Regions from separate parts of the Sus scrofa genome. Here all the other regions are linked to region 2. The links are chromatin contacts, called in public Hi-C and HiChIP or PLAC-seq maps. All regions are on one chromosome and are shown on one strand. The core of a region is the stretch at or near the end of the contact, and the rest is flanking DNA. Distances in the headings are between cores, read along the strand shown. Region 1 holds the start of LIMD2 (LIM domain containing 2). Region 2 holds the start of SMARCD2 (SWI/SNF related, matrix associated, actin dependent regulator of chromatin, subfamily d, member 2). Region 3 holds the start of ERN1 (serine/threonine-protein kinase/endoribonuclease IRE1).

Region 1 (4,343 bases), core at 1,053-3,552, 130 kb before region 2:
CCAACAGAAATAGGAGAAGAGGGAGCATGGCCCTGCCAGCTCCCCGCCAGTCTTTGTGGCTCTCAGCCTGGCGGATGCTTTAGCTTCTGCTTCTTCAGCGGTGCAAGATGGTCCCAGGCCCACATGGGCATGCCCTGCCTCACCTTTTTTTGGGGGGGGGGGCAGGGCTGCTCCCCTTCCCGCCCCTCCCCGGGGGGGGGGTCCTGGTGGGCACCTGGAGAGGCCCAGCAGGGCGCACCCTGGCTCACCTTCCTCCATTCTCCATGGCTCAGGACCAGGCTAAGGGCAGAGGTAGATGGGGAGACGTGGGGGCTGCCCAGGGCCCCAGGTGGCAGTGAGGAGCTCAGGACCCTGAGGAGGGCATGCTGACTCCTTGCTGGAGAAAAGGCACCTAGATAGGGAAGCTGAATCTGGGGGCCTCCCAAGGGGGCCACGGGGTGAAGTGGGGTAGGCTGAAAGAAGCAGGAAGCAGGGTGCTGAGCAAAGCCCAATCCTGGTTCCCAAACCCCGGCCTACTGAGGGAGAAGAAGAAATCCTGGAGCAAAGCCCTGTCCCCATAACCCTGCCTGAGCAAGATGGCCTCATCCCCTTCCCACCCTGCCCCAACCAAGCCCAAGGTCCAATCTCCCACCCTTCCAACTGCCCGCTCCAGGCCCTCTATGGAGGGAGGAGGGAGGGGACTGCCAGAGGGGCCTCAGGCTGTCTTGGTGCCGGAGTCCACCTCCTTGTGGGCCCAGAGCTCCTTGTGCTGCTTCCGGCCAAAGCCTTCATCGTAGTTGCCTTTGCTCTTAAACAGCTGCTGAAAGTGGGGTTTGCAGTAAAATTCCCCATGCAGCGCTGCATAGCTGCCCAGGCTGCAGAAGCAGAACAGCTGTGGTCAGGACAGGGCAGGACCGGAAGGCCAGGGCGGGGGTAGGGAAAGGGCGCACCTGAGCTTGGTGTGACAGTGCTTGCAGCAGAAGCAAGAGTTGTGGAAAATGAGCTTGTCAGCCACCAGCCGCTCCATGGGGTACACAGTCTTCTGGCAGGCAGTGCAGGTCTCCTTCACCTGGGCCCGGAGGCTGAAGGACTGTTCCAGGAGAGACTCCATCAGGGACCTGACCACCCCCATCCCTTCCTCCCCGCACACGCCAGACGCAGGGCCCTACCTTGGAGCGCTGCACGGTACTGCTTCCTCCGCCGCCTTTGGTTTCCTGAGGGAGAGGGCAGTGGGGCAGGGTCAGCTGAGGAAGGGCCCCCCTCCCACGACCATCACCAGACCAGATCCCAGGGACACTTAATCAAGGAGGGGAAGGGAGACAGGCTGCTCCTCACCCGTTCACCCCCAGGCCAGACACCTGCGGGGATGGAGTGCCCTCCCACCCGGCTGATCACCTACATGAGAAGGGGTGGCCTGGGCGGCTCCTGCAGCCTGGAACATGGCTCGTTGGAGGCGATGGAGGCGCCGGGTGGAGACGCGGCACCCGCAGGGTTCTGCAAGGGGAAGTCGGTTGGGAGGGCCCCACAAGCCCTTCCCCAGCTCGCAGGGTGGGGGTGGGGGTGTTTACAGCAGGGGGCTGGGGGGCTGTGGTTGGGACTTTCCCTAAGTCATTTCCTGTTGCTCTGGGTCTTGCCACTTCCGCCCCTCACCCACCCGCCGCCCCCCTTGGCCAGCCCGCCCCCACGCAGCTCCCCAGGGAACAGGGGTCCCTGAGTGGAACCATGTGTCGGGGGAAGAACAGAGTCAGCGGCAGCGGCTGGGGGAAGGGCTCCGCGCAGCCGCCCGAGCGCCCCGCGAGCTCTGACCTCGCCTGGCGCGAGAGGAGGTCAGCAGAGAGCGGGCCGGGCCAGGGCTGACCCCAGCTCGACGCCACCCAGCTCGGGGCCGAGCACTGCCCGCTCCACCAGCCCAGCCCCTGGACAGCGCTCGCGGGCTGGGCCACCCGCCCGGCGCGGCCAAGCCGCCGCCCGCGCGCCGCGCTCCTCGGCCCCGGCCCCCACTCTCAGGACCCTTGCGGACCCAGCCGAGGGCACCCCTGCCCCGCCCCGGCCCAGAGGCCCGACCCGAAGGACGCACGCTGGCCTCGCAGCCCCGGGCGAGAGCGACGGGCTGAAGCGCTCGGCGTTGGGACCCCGTGGGCGGCGGCCCCAGCGTCCGCAGCCCCCACCTGGGCCGCCGGGATTGCAAGCCGGATGCCGGCCCCTCCCCCGGCCCGCCCGCGAGTCTCACCGGGCCCCGGCCTGTGCCGAGGGGCGGGGGTCGGTCTCCGGGGGACGCCGCGGGTGCGAGGAGCGCGCGGGAACGAGCCGCCGCCGTTGCCAGTGGTCCCTGAGCGGCCGCGGCCGCCAGCGCCTTATCACGGCGCCGCCCCCGCCGGCCCCCGCCCCGCGCCCGCCCATTGGCTCCGCCGCGCCCAGAGCCGCCTCCAGGGCCCCGCGCCGCCGCCGACCCCTTTCTGCGCTTTGTCTTCCCCTCACTCGGCGTCCCTCGCCTTTGTCTACCCCCGCGTCGACCCCGCGCTCTTTGGCGCTCCGCACCGCCCAAAGGCTTCGCGCTCGCTAGCCTCGCGAAACCGGCCGCCCCGTCGGCCCGCTCCGGACGGAGGCAGGGACCCGAGCCCGAGGGTCCGCATCGCAGGCCTCGGGGCGGGGGCAAGCCCAGGTGGAGACGCTGGGGTCGCGGGATGAACGGCGCTCCCGGCGAGGCCCCCGCGGCGGAAAACAATAACCAGGCGCGCCTGGGCCTCTGGCAGCTTCCATTTTCCCGCTCCAGGGGCCCTGCTGCACGGAGGACCCGCGGGGGCGGCCCGGAGGCCCGCCCAGCGACCCCGCGCCTCTCCCACGCCCCCTCGCGCGCGCGCGGAGGCCTCCCGACGCCAGGGGCGCCTGCGCGGCCGCCAAGAAGGCAGAGCGGCCGGGCACGCGGTACAGCCACGCGAGGCGGCGAGGCCTGGCCCGCGCCGCAGGGAGGGTCCCGGGGCCGCGATGTTCAGTCTCCTTCGGCCAGCAGCCCTCCAGCCTTCTCCCGCCGCCCCGGAGACCGGGGCCCGGGAGGCTGCGCCTTTGGCGCCCAGAGGGGCGGCCGCCGCGCTTCCGTTCCTGGGCTTTGTGGGCTTAGTCATCCCCCGCCCCTGAGAGAAGTGAGGTTACCTCTTTCAGAGAAAGATTCCCAGCCTTCATAAAAAGCGAACCTGGGCTCATGCAAACACCACTTGACACAGGGGGGTGAGACCTGAGGATGTGAAGTGACTTGTTCCAAGTACCAAAGCTGGAGCAGCAGGGCTGGCATGAGAGGCCAGGGCTTCTGACCCCGACCCGGCTCCTGACGCGCTGCCCTCTGGCCTAGCCCGCTGCCTGGGCTCCGGCACGCGCTGCAGCAGGTCTGAGGCACGTAGGAGGAACCTGTGGAGCAGAGCCTCGGCCCTGCGGGGAACACAGCCTCTGCGAGGACCCCAGGGACCTGCCCGCTGGGCACCAGGGACTGCTGGGCTGTGCCTGATGCCAGGCTGGAAGCTGTTGCGCGAAGCACAGCCCTAAACATAGCTTGTTTCCACAGTGTGGCAGGAATAGAACTGGCGGCTCCAGAGCGCAGCCCACACGCTTGTCAGGGAACAGAACAGCGCGGCGCCCCCGGCGCCTGGCGGGGGAGTGCGGGAGGCGACAGGCGCCCCCAGCCCCCAGCCGCTCCCTCGGCTCCCTCAGCGCCCGCGCCCCGCCTGGCTTTCCTCCTCAGCCTCCGGGCCCTCTCCGCAGGAAGCTTTCCGCTGGGGCTGAGCTGCAGGCCCCCGGCGGGTGTGGGGGAGAGACTCCTAAAACCCGCCCCGGGCAGCATCTTTCCCGGCCAGGCGCCCACACCTGTCGTCAGGTTCTCCCAGGGGCTGTGCTGAGGCAGGAAAGGTGACGAAGGCCCCGGAGGCACAAGCTGCGCTGCGCGGGGCTGGCACCTGGGCACTCCCCGGCCGCCCGGCCCCAGGCCCCGGCCCGCCCAGGACGTTCCCGGGCTGAAGGGCGGGGTGGAGCCCACGGAAGCAGCACTCTGGGCGCTGAGGATGAGCTAACAGCAAGGTGAAGCAAGCGGTTCAGAGGAAAGAAAACAAGCTGATAATGGTGTTAACAAAAGGGAACTTGAGGTTTAAAGAAAAAAAAAAAAACCACACATGAGCTGAGTGGGACGGTTGGAAATAAACGTGACCTGGCCTTGTCCTCCCTCCGCCATGTCAGGTTCCCCACTCCCTCACCGCTGGGGCCATTCCCTTCTCGTCCATCCCTGCGACTGCCCAAGGGAAGAGGTTTTCCATTTTTGAAACTGGTGTTAGAATTTCTGAGGAAAGTGAGGGCATCAGATGGGTCAAAGCAGCTACAAG
Region 2 (3,985 bases), core at 334-2,833:
CGTTGTGGTGCACTGGAAGCGAATCCGAGTAGGAACCATGAGGTTGCAGGTTCAATCCCTGGCCTCACTCAGTGGGTTAAGGATCTGGCATTGCCATGAGTTGTGGTGTAGGTGGCAGACATGGTTCGGATCTGGCGTTGCTGCGGCTCTGATGTAGGCTGGCAGCTGCAGCTCTGCTTCGACCCCTAGCCTGGGAACCTCCATATGCCGCGGGTGCAGGCCTAAAAAGACAAAAGACAAAAAAAAAAAAAGTGGACAGAGGGTAGGAAAAGAATGGGCACAATTCCTAAGCATTCTGGGGCAACCAGAAACAATGAACTTGGGGGCTGGTAAGCCCCAACCCCAGGGTCAGGCTGAGTTCCTCACACACTGACCCCAAGAATGGAGTCTCTGCATCTCCATGGCCTTTGAAGCTGCAACCCAAGAAGCCCTCTGCAAAGCCAAGCACCAAAGAGGTAAGGACAGAACCCTTTGAAGCAACTCTCACAGGCTCCTCCAGCCCCAGACCAGCAAGGCTCACTGGAGCCTCTATGCTCCCCCAGACTAATCAACTCCTGGACACTGTGACACCAGGCAGAAAGCCAAAGAGAGTCTGTCCAGAATGGGCTGGGTTTCCCTCCTTTCTCAGGCCTAGCCACCACCCTCTCTGGTCTAACCCAGAGTCACCCCTGTGTGAAGGCCCCTGCGCATGACCCAGGAGTAGACTCCCCCTGCACAGGCTGGAATCGCTGGTCCTATCCTCCACCTCCTGTCGGTGGGAAGCCAGGCCCTTCTTCCTCCTCAGCAGCTGGGAGCCATCTCAGACACGCTAAAACTCTGCCAGTTCCCAACTAGAGAAAAAAGAGCAGCCTTGGAGTAGGACCAAGACCAATGTAGGGTAACCCTGGTTTCTCAGTGAGGGCCCTTTTCCAAAACTTTCTCATCACTTCCCAGGACCCCATTGCGGAGAATCTACACTAGACTTCTCAAGCCACCCGCCTACAATTCACTAGCTCCAACAACTCCTCCATCTCTCAGTTACTCAGAACCCCTGTTCCAAGACCTCACACCCTCCCAACAGCTTCAAACCCTTCACCCGAGAGTCGCTCTTACCTTCTCCCCTAACTCCTCCGCAACCACCTAGCCGAGCCCCAGAGTCCCTGGCTTTGCCCCGCACAGTGCCCCGTGAACTCCGCATGCAGAGCCCCTGTGCCCTCTGTCAGGAAGGCTGCTCCAGGACCCTCACTCGAGGCCTCTTTCGCCCCCTACCCGAGTGTGCTCGCGGCGCCGCCCGCCCCTCAGCCCTCCTCACCTGGTACTGTGCTGCGGGGCCCGCGGGGCCCATGGGGCGGAAGGCGGCGGCCCCCGGGCCCCCCACGCCTCCAGCCGGCCCCGGCCCCCTTAGCGCCGGTCCGGGCAGCATGCCGGGTCCCGCTGGCGGAGGCGGTGCTCCCAGGGCCGCGGCAACCGCGCCGCCGCCAGGGCTCAGCGGGGGCAACGGGAACCCGCCCGCGCCACGGCCCGACATCGCTCCGTCCCGTCCCGCGGTGTCTCAATCCGGGCTCCGGGCTCCGCGCTGAGTTCGCTCCGCGCTCCGCGGTCCGGGACTTTCCGATCTAAATTCCGGGTTCTGGGGTTTGTTGATCCGGGTTCCGGGATTTCCTAATCCAAGTTCGCGAGTTCCTCACAAACCCAGTTTGGGGCCGGGCCGGTCTTGATTCCGGTCCTGCCCGGGAAATTCCGGATCCGGGATCCGCTACGGGCCCGCTAGCCTTCGCCGGTCTCTGGAGGTTTCAACGCCAGCGTCCAGTTACCCAGAAGCTGCAGTTAACTCCCTCCCCCGCCTAACCCAGCCCAGCGCTAGGCCCCGCCTATACCCAGCTGGCCAATGCGAGGATGCCCCCTCAAATACCGCCCTCGCGAGACCCGCCCCCCTACAGGCACCGCCTCTAACCGCCGGTCCCCGGAGCCCCGCCCATACCCTTGGGCCGGCCCTCCACTGGAGGGGAGGGGGCGGAAGCAACTCAAGAAATGCAGAAGGTCAGAGGTCGAAGGTCACTAGCACTACTGTAGTAAACGGGTAGTTGCTGCTCTCTTCCCCCCTTGCGGCTGGTTCGCCGAGGTACCCAGCCTCGGTCCCTGAAAATAGTTGTCAGAGCTCCTTTCTACGTTTTAACATTACAGACAACTTAAAGCTGCTTTCTGCGGCAGAACAGCCGCCAGCGTGACTCTAAAAGCCCATCCTAGTGGCTCAGAGCTGTCAAGAGACTTGGCTGCTCCAGACCCTATGCAGCTGTGCGAAGAGTGGACTTGGCCAAGCGCCAAGTTTTTATCGCATATTTCGAACGTGCCTCTGCCTCACTTTAAGGAATTCTAATACTTTACTCCAGAGGAAATGTTTCTAGGAGAAGGAAGTTTGCATTATGAGAAACCCCTAAGTTAAATAAGGTCTTTCTCCAGGATTTAAAGCACTATTCAAAAACTTAATACCTTTTCGGAAATCAGATCTGTGTTAGCAGGTATGCAAAATAAAGCTGCTTCAGCTGTGCCAGGGAGCCCCTCTGACATTCTGGGATTTTTTTTCCCCATGATACAGACCAGTGCTTCTTTAAGGAGCATAAGAAACATCTGAGGCTTTTGTTAAAAATGCAGATTAAGTTTCAGTAGGCCTGGGTTCTAGGGTAGGCTCAAGATTCTGCATTCCTAACAAGCTCCTGAGCAATGCTGTTGTTACTCAGACTACACTTTTTAAGTATCCAAGATAGACTTTTTTACCATACAAATCCTCTCCTTTGTTTTCATCCCCAACCAAGACTTGCCCCACAGCGTTCCACATTTATAGAGCAACCATTTTTAGTCAGTTTTGCTCATCTGTACTTCCTGGTATCTTTCCTCCAGTGATAAACCCTGCTTTTGCTGCTGCTTTCCTGCCTCTTGGTCTTCTCAGGGATCCCTCTCCTCTTTCTCCCTAAAAGTGGGTTACCTGTCAGTCTGAGAAGACCACTAGAATTGTTCCAGTCATTGAACCAGGGCCCCTCTCTCCGGCTTGTAAAGTGGGTAAAGAATTCATGACAAAGCGTTTATGTCCATTTCAACCCTTTCAAGCTGCTAGAGCAACAGTAATTCCAGAGGAAGTAGGGGTAAATCCCCTGGGGAGCTATTTCAAAATATCCCTGCCAAACCACCCCTTCACTCACTCACACACACACACACACACACACACACACACACACACACACACACACACAGCAATGGCTCCCAGTATTCTATTTTTAAAAAGATCCCCCAGGTCATTGTGATACAATCCTCCCTGTAGATCCATATTTCAACTCCCTGCTAGATCCTCTGTAGGTCATTTAAACCCATTTGTCCAAAATCACTATCTCATTGTCTTCCCTCCCAGTTTCTTCCCCTATGTCTATCTTGATTAAAGGCATAAGAAAGAGCCAACCCTGCCTTGCTGAGACATTCAAACTGGTCTTGTAGAACACTGAGAGCCACAGAAGACAGAGTGACCCAAAGAGATGCCCAGGGTTCCTGCAACTAAAAGCCAAAAGCCCAAAGCAAAAAAAAAAAAAAAAAATTACAGAAAGCTTATTCTTGAAACTCTTCCTTCTCTTACTTTCCCTGAGTCTCAGTCATCAAGTTCTATTGGTTTTATCTCCTAAATCTCTCTTGGGTCCATCCTACCCATCTTAAGTCAGGTCCTCAGAATCTCTTCCATAACTCATCCAGTTGGTTTCTCTGCTAATAGGCCATTCCACCCCATCCTACCTGCCAATTTTATCCCAAGATGGCAAATCTGATCACATCACTCCATTTTCCAAAATTTGTGTGCTCTCCATCACCTTTTAGCAGACCCTTAACCTGCTGCACCACAGCGGGACCCCTTTATTTTCATAAAGCCTTTAAATTGTTAGGTGACTTCAGACAAATTAAATATTCCTTAAATATTGCCATAAAATAAAAATCCATTAATTAAAAGTTCCCAGAAATCTACAAAAGC
Region 3 (4,529 bases), core at 905-3,404, 210 kb after region 2:
GTGTTAGCTGTCCCCATTTCACAGATCAGGAAACAGAGTCTCCAAGACTCTGAGGGCACGGCTAGCAAGGGACCCGACAGAACTCAGGTTTGCCTCATTTTACAGCCAGGACCTTCTGCACACCATCACTGCTGCCCAGCTTAACGCAAACCCTGCAACAGGTTTCACTTAAGAATATTAAAAGATAATTCCCACTATGGCTGAGGAATGAAATTTTTACTAGTAGTCAACTTCGGAGTCAAATTCGGACCTCTTTCCCTAAAAAGTAGTTACACTAAAACATAACCTTTTGATAAGGGTCTGGACTATTTTACCATGAACTCAGAGAAGTCTGGATTTCTAAATACAATTTGGAAATATTTACATGAACTGAAACTATAGTCCTAACTAAAGCTAAATAGTTTTGGCTCTTTAGCCAAAGTTATTCAAAAACTAAAACACGAGAATCCAGTGAAAGATTAGCAAATGAAAAGATGTGGCAAAGAAAACCATACACACAAAGTCCTGATGATATGGAAGGAATGACTCTCAGGTCACACATTTTGGTCATTCCCTTTACATTATTATTTGTGAACAGATGCCAGGCAGCAGTTAACCAGCGCAAGATAAAATGTTCAAGTTCAAAACCTGACCCTAGTTGTGAAAGTGAATTTTTTTTCTTAGATAAGAAACTGAACTTACATGAGTTTTATTGTGAAGTGTGTACAAACTTTCCTTAAAAAAAAAAAAAACACGCTGCATTTGAAAAAGGGGGCCTCACATTACTTCAGCTGTTTCCAAATGCTTGTTACCTCAAGAGCAGACTATTATTTACCGAAAATGCACAACCTCGGAAAAGTTCATGCTGTGGCACTCAGGTACACACGTGCCAATCCTCCATCTGGACATCTGGTACCTGATATACCATATTAGAAAGTACACAGTGGAGGTCATTAAACAGAACCTGCTCCAGTGCGCCATGCCCACATCCTGAACAATAGTTTCTTGTTTTGTTTTCTTTCTTTTTTTTTTTTTTAAACCACTCGCTCATTTAGGTTCTTCCAGCCAGAAGGGAAAAAAAAAGCCAAATCTGTCCACAAAATGTCCTCCTAGCCACGGTGCCCAAATCCACAGCCTGAGTAAAGGCCTGAAATAGTTAAATAAATAGAAGAGCAACCCAGCTCTTCTCTCCAGAAAAGAAATGAAAAGACGTTTCAGACAGTCCCATGGTGCTCTCCCGTGAGGTGGAGACCTTCCGTTTGAAGTTTCCAAGAGGTTTCACCGCTGTCCCATATGGGGGTCTTGAAAAACACTCCAACGCCCACCATTTAACCTACTTCACCAAGGCTTGCTGCCCGAAAGGAAGCCCGCTGCCTCCAATGCCAAGAAACCTGGAGCAGGTAAGCAGAATCAAGGTCTGGGCTAAAACTGCTTACCCCCTTCCAGCTGCCTTCATTTCCCAAAGTTCTTGCATTTTGGAAAGTTCAAACGCGGATAATAAATGCAACACATTCTCTCCCCCTTGATTACAGGGCCCGTTCTGCCCTTTCTCCGCGGCCACCGCCAGGCAGGGCAGGCGCCCACCTGTGGGAAGGGTCCGGCAGGTGGGGCGGCTCCCAAGGGTCCCGGGCCTTCCGGAGACAAGAGGTGCCGCTGGGGCGACACAAAGTTGCGCCAGAGAGCACGCGGCCCAGGAGGCGCTGCGGGTGACAGCCGCGCTGGCCCGCGAGGCCCCTGGGTGGCGGACGCCTCGGCGCGGCCGGCCGTGGCCGCCACTTCGGCCGGTCCAGAGGCCGTCGCTCCGCTCCCGGCGCCGCCCTCGCCGGGGCGCACCGAGCCAGGGGACGCCGCCGCCGACGTCACCGTACTCCCAGCTCGGACCCCGGCCCTCCCTGCGCTGCCCCCACCCCAAGCTCCCCGGTCACTCACCCCGGGACCGGGCAGCAGCAACGCCAGCAGCAGAAGCAGCCGGCCAGGCATGGCGAGGACTCGGCCCTGGCTCCAGGCCGGCCGGCTCCAGAGGGGCGGTGCGGGCGGGCGGGCAGAGGACCGGGCGGGGGCGCCGCGACGACAGCGCGGCTGCGGCCGGGATTCAGCGAACGCAGAGCTGACTAGGCGGTGGCGGCACCCCCATTCCCCACCGTATAAGAGCCTGGAGCCGGCGCTTCTTCCGGTCGGGGCGGGGTCGGGGCGGGGCCCAGCCTAAGGATGGCCCTGAGATGGGGCGGGGCCCAGGCTCAGGGGCGGGGCTGAGGGCAGACTGGGGCGGGGCTAGCGCGGAAGGGGTGGTGGTGGGCGGGGCCATGGGCGGGGCGGCCCTCTGACTGTCCGTGGGTCCTTCAGCACCAGCTGTGGGAGCGGACGTTCAGACACCTCGGTCCCGCGTCTAGGGACATTGAGTGACCCAGTCAAGGAGCTTGTCTGAGGAATAGGGGAGGCCAGCAACCTCGCCTCGCGGGTTCACCCCCTGCTCCAGGCGGCTCGGTCGCCGAGGGACCTGCTACGTCATACTTGATCAGGAAAGAGCAGGAGTGTGGCGATGCCAAGTGTCCAGAACCCCTGTTTCGTCCTCACGCCTTAGAAGACAGTAGGAGGGATCGTTGGCGAGCTCGGGAGTGAGGATCAGACTCTAGCAGGCGATTCCCGCAAACCCAGAACTTGTGCTCTGCGAAGGGCTGTCTCTGAGTTCGCAGTCCTGGGATGCTCTAGCTGTGTCTCATTTAGCCTAAAGCCCCCTTTCTTCCCTTTCTTTCCCCTCAGGAATTCCCCTCAAATTATGTCCAACAACCATGTTCCCTTTGGAATAACCATGGCCAACTCATTCGCCAAAAATTACAAGCAAAGAAGGAAACCATTTCAGCTGTGATGTCATATGTGTTTGTGTGGCATTTGTAGATGTGAAGCTTGACATATGCCACACGGGAGTGGGTTTGCTGAGGACTCATACAAGGTCTTTTTGAAGGTTATGGGCTATTAACCTGATCTAAAGAGACAGGCAGCTGTTTGGTCCTGGGTCCCATGCCGCCCTCCACTGAGATGGAAGCAGGGAGAGAGGACATTGTAACAAGAGAGAATAAAATAATTTTCAGAGCACAACATTTCCATATTCTAGGAGAAAAAGGAAAAAAGAATAGCAACTTCTCTAATTTTTCCCATCTTGCTCATATGACAGATTTTTCAGGCTTTGGGGGAAAGTAGTAAGCAACACTGGAGAAAGCAAAGTAATCAGGACTATATTCAATATCTTATAATAACCTATAACAGAAAAGAATCTGAAAAAGACTGTGTATATATATATATCTGTCTTTTCTAGGGCCGCATCCGCAGCATATGGAGGTTCCCAGGCCAGGGGTCTAATCGGAGCAGTAGCCGCCAGCCTATACCAGGGCCACTGCAACGTGGGATTCGAGCCGCATCTGTAACCTACACCACAGCTCAGATCCTTAACCCACTGAGCAAGACCAGGGATTGAACCCACAACCTCATGGTTCCTAGTTGGATTCGTCAACCACTGAGCCATAACGGGAGCTCCAAGGCTGTATGTATATATCTGAATCACTTTGCAATACACTTGAAGCCAACACAACATTGTAAAGCAACTGTACTGCAATTATAAAAAATTGATTAGGAGCTCCTATTGTGGCGCAGCAGAAAAGAATCCGACTACTAACCATGAGGTTGCAGGTTCGATCCCTGGCTGCACTCAGTGGATCAAGGATCCAGTTTTGCCGTGAGCTGTGGTGTAGGTCACAGACACAGCCTGTATCTGACGTTGCTACAGCTGCGGTGGCTACAGCTCCGATTAGACCCCTAGCCTGAAAACCTCCACATGCTGCAGGTGCAGCCCTAAAAAAAAAAAAAAAAAAAAAAAAAAAAAAAAAAAAAAAATAATAATTAATTAAATATAGGAGTTCCCACTGTCACAGTGGGTTAAGAACCTGACTACAGCAAATTCGATCCCCAGCCCTGAGCAGTGGGTTAAAGGATCTGGTGTTGCTGAGGTTCGGATTCAATCCCTGGCCCAGGAACTTCCATATGTTGCAGGTGCAGCTATAAAACTATAATAATTAAAAGTAAATAGGAGTTTCCTAGCAGTTAGGGACATGGTGTTGCAACTGCTGTGGCTCCGATCACTGCTGTGGTGAGGGTTCGATCCCTGGCCCAGGAACTTCTGCATGCCATTTGCTTGGCCAACTAAATAAATGAGAGAAGTAGTGGGGGACTGACCAGATGTATGGTCTCATCGACGAGGTTCCCCACTGGCAACCTCATATGCCTGAATCACGGTCTAGGGACGAATCCCTCCCAATGCTGGAGAAACCAACATGGCAGGTTCAGAGTAGGGTGGAGCTGAGCAATGGTGAAAGTGGTAGACACATTTTGAAAAGCGTCATCTTCGTGTCTAAATGCAAGCAGAGAGGCCTGGAGCTGCTAAGGGATGCGCAGAAACCGAAGCTTCACCACTCCTCAGCAGCGAGGCAAGGTGGCCAGGGAGGCGCCCACAGAAATTGGGAGGAGCTCTTTAATGACTATTATCTGTCAGGCTTACA

The links. Hi-C and Micro-C count contacts between places; a contact is called where the count stands out from the background. HiChIP or PLAC-seq counts read pairs in DNA pulled down with a chosen protein or histone mark.
Region 1: a contact with region 2 is called in an H3K27ac HiChIP or PLAC-seq map of alveolar macrophages. The contact joins the promoter of LIMD2 here to the promoter of SMARCD2 in region 2. A contact is called at or near these places in 2 of 5 promoter capture datasets (fetal skeletal muscle and liver), 2 of 47 Hi-C or Micro-C datasets (both in blood) and 1 of 2 datasets of contacts at active chromatin or transcription factors (alveolar macrophages).
Region 3: a Hi-C map of liver shows a contact between it and region 2, with 3 times the contacts expected there. The contact joins the promoter of ERN1 here to the promoter of SMARCD2 in region 2. A contact is called at or near these places in 5 of 47 Hi-C or Micro-C datasets (alveolar macrophages, embryonic fibroblasts, liver and 1 more) and 2 of 2 datasets of contacts at active chromatin or transcription factors (alveolar macrophages and skeletal muscle).

The regions. Positions count from the first base shown.
Region 1 is chr12:15,223,309-15,227,651 of Sscrofa11.1, reverse strand. It overlaps LIMD2 (LIM domain containing 2), which reads right to left and starts at 2,302. Exons shown (of 5, transcript NM_001244711.1): 1 at 2,210-2,302; 2 at 1,379-1,473; 3 at 1,149-1,193; 4 at 930-1,069; 5 at 1-854. The coding sequence starts at 1,420. The coding sequence ends at 695.
Region 2 is chr12:15,089,524-15,093,508 of Sscrofa11.1, reverse strand. It overlaps SMARCD2 (SWI/SNF related, matrix associated, actin dependent regulator of chromatin, subfamily d, member 2), which reads right to left and starts at 1,583. Exons shown (of 13, transcript NM_001244252.1): 1 at 1,292-1,583. The coding sequence starts at 1,507.
Region 3 is chr12:14,879,538-14,884,066 of Sscrofa11.1, reverse strand. ERN1 (serine/threonine-protein kinase/endoribonuclease IRE1) reads right to left here and starts at 2,154. Exons shown (of 22, transcript XM_005668695.3): 1 at 1,909-2,154. The coding sequence starts at 1,959.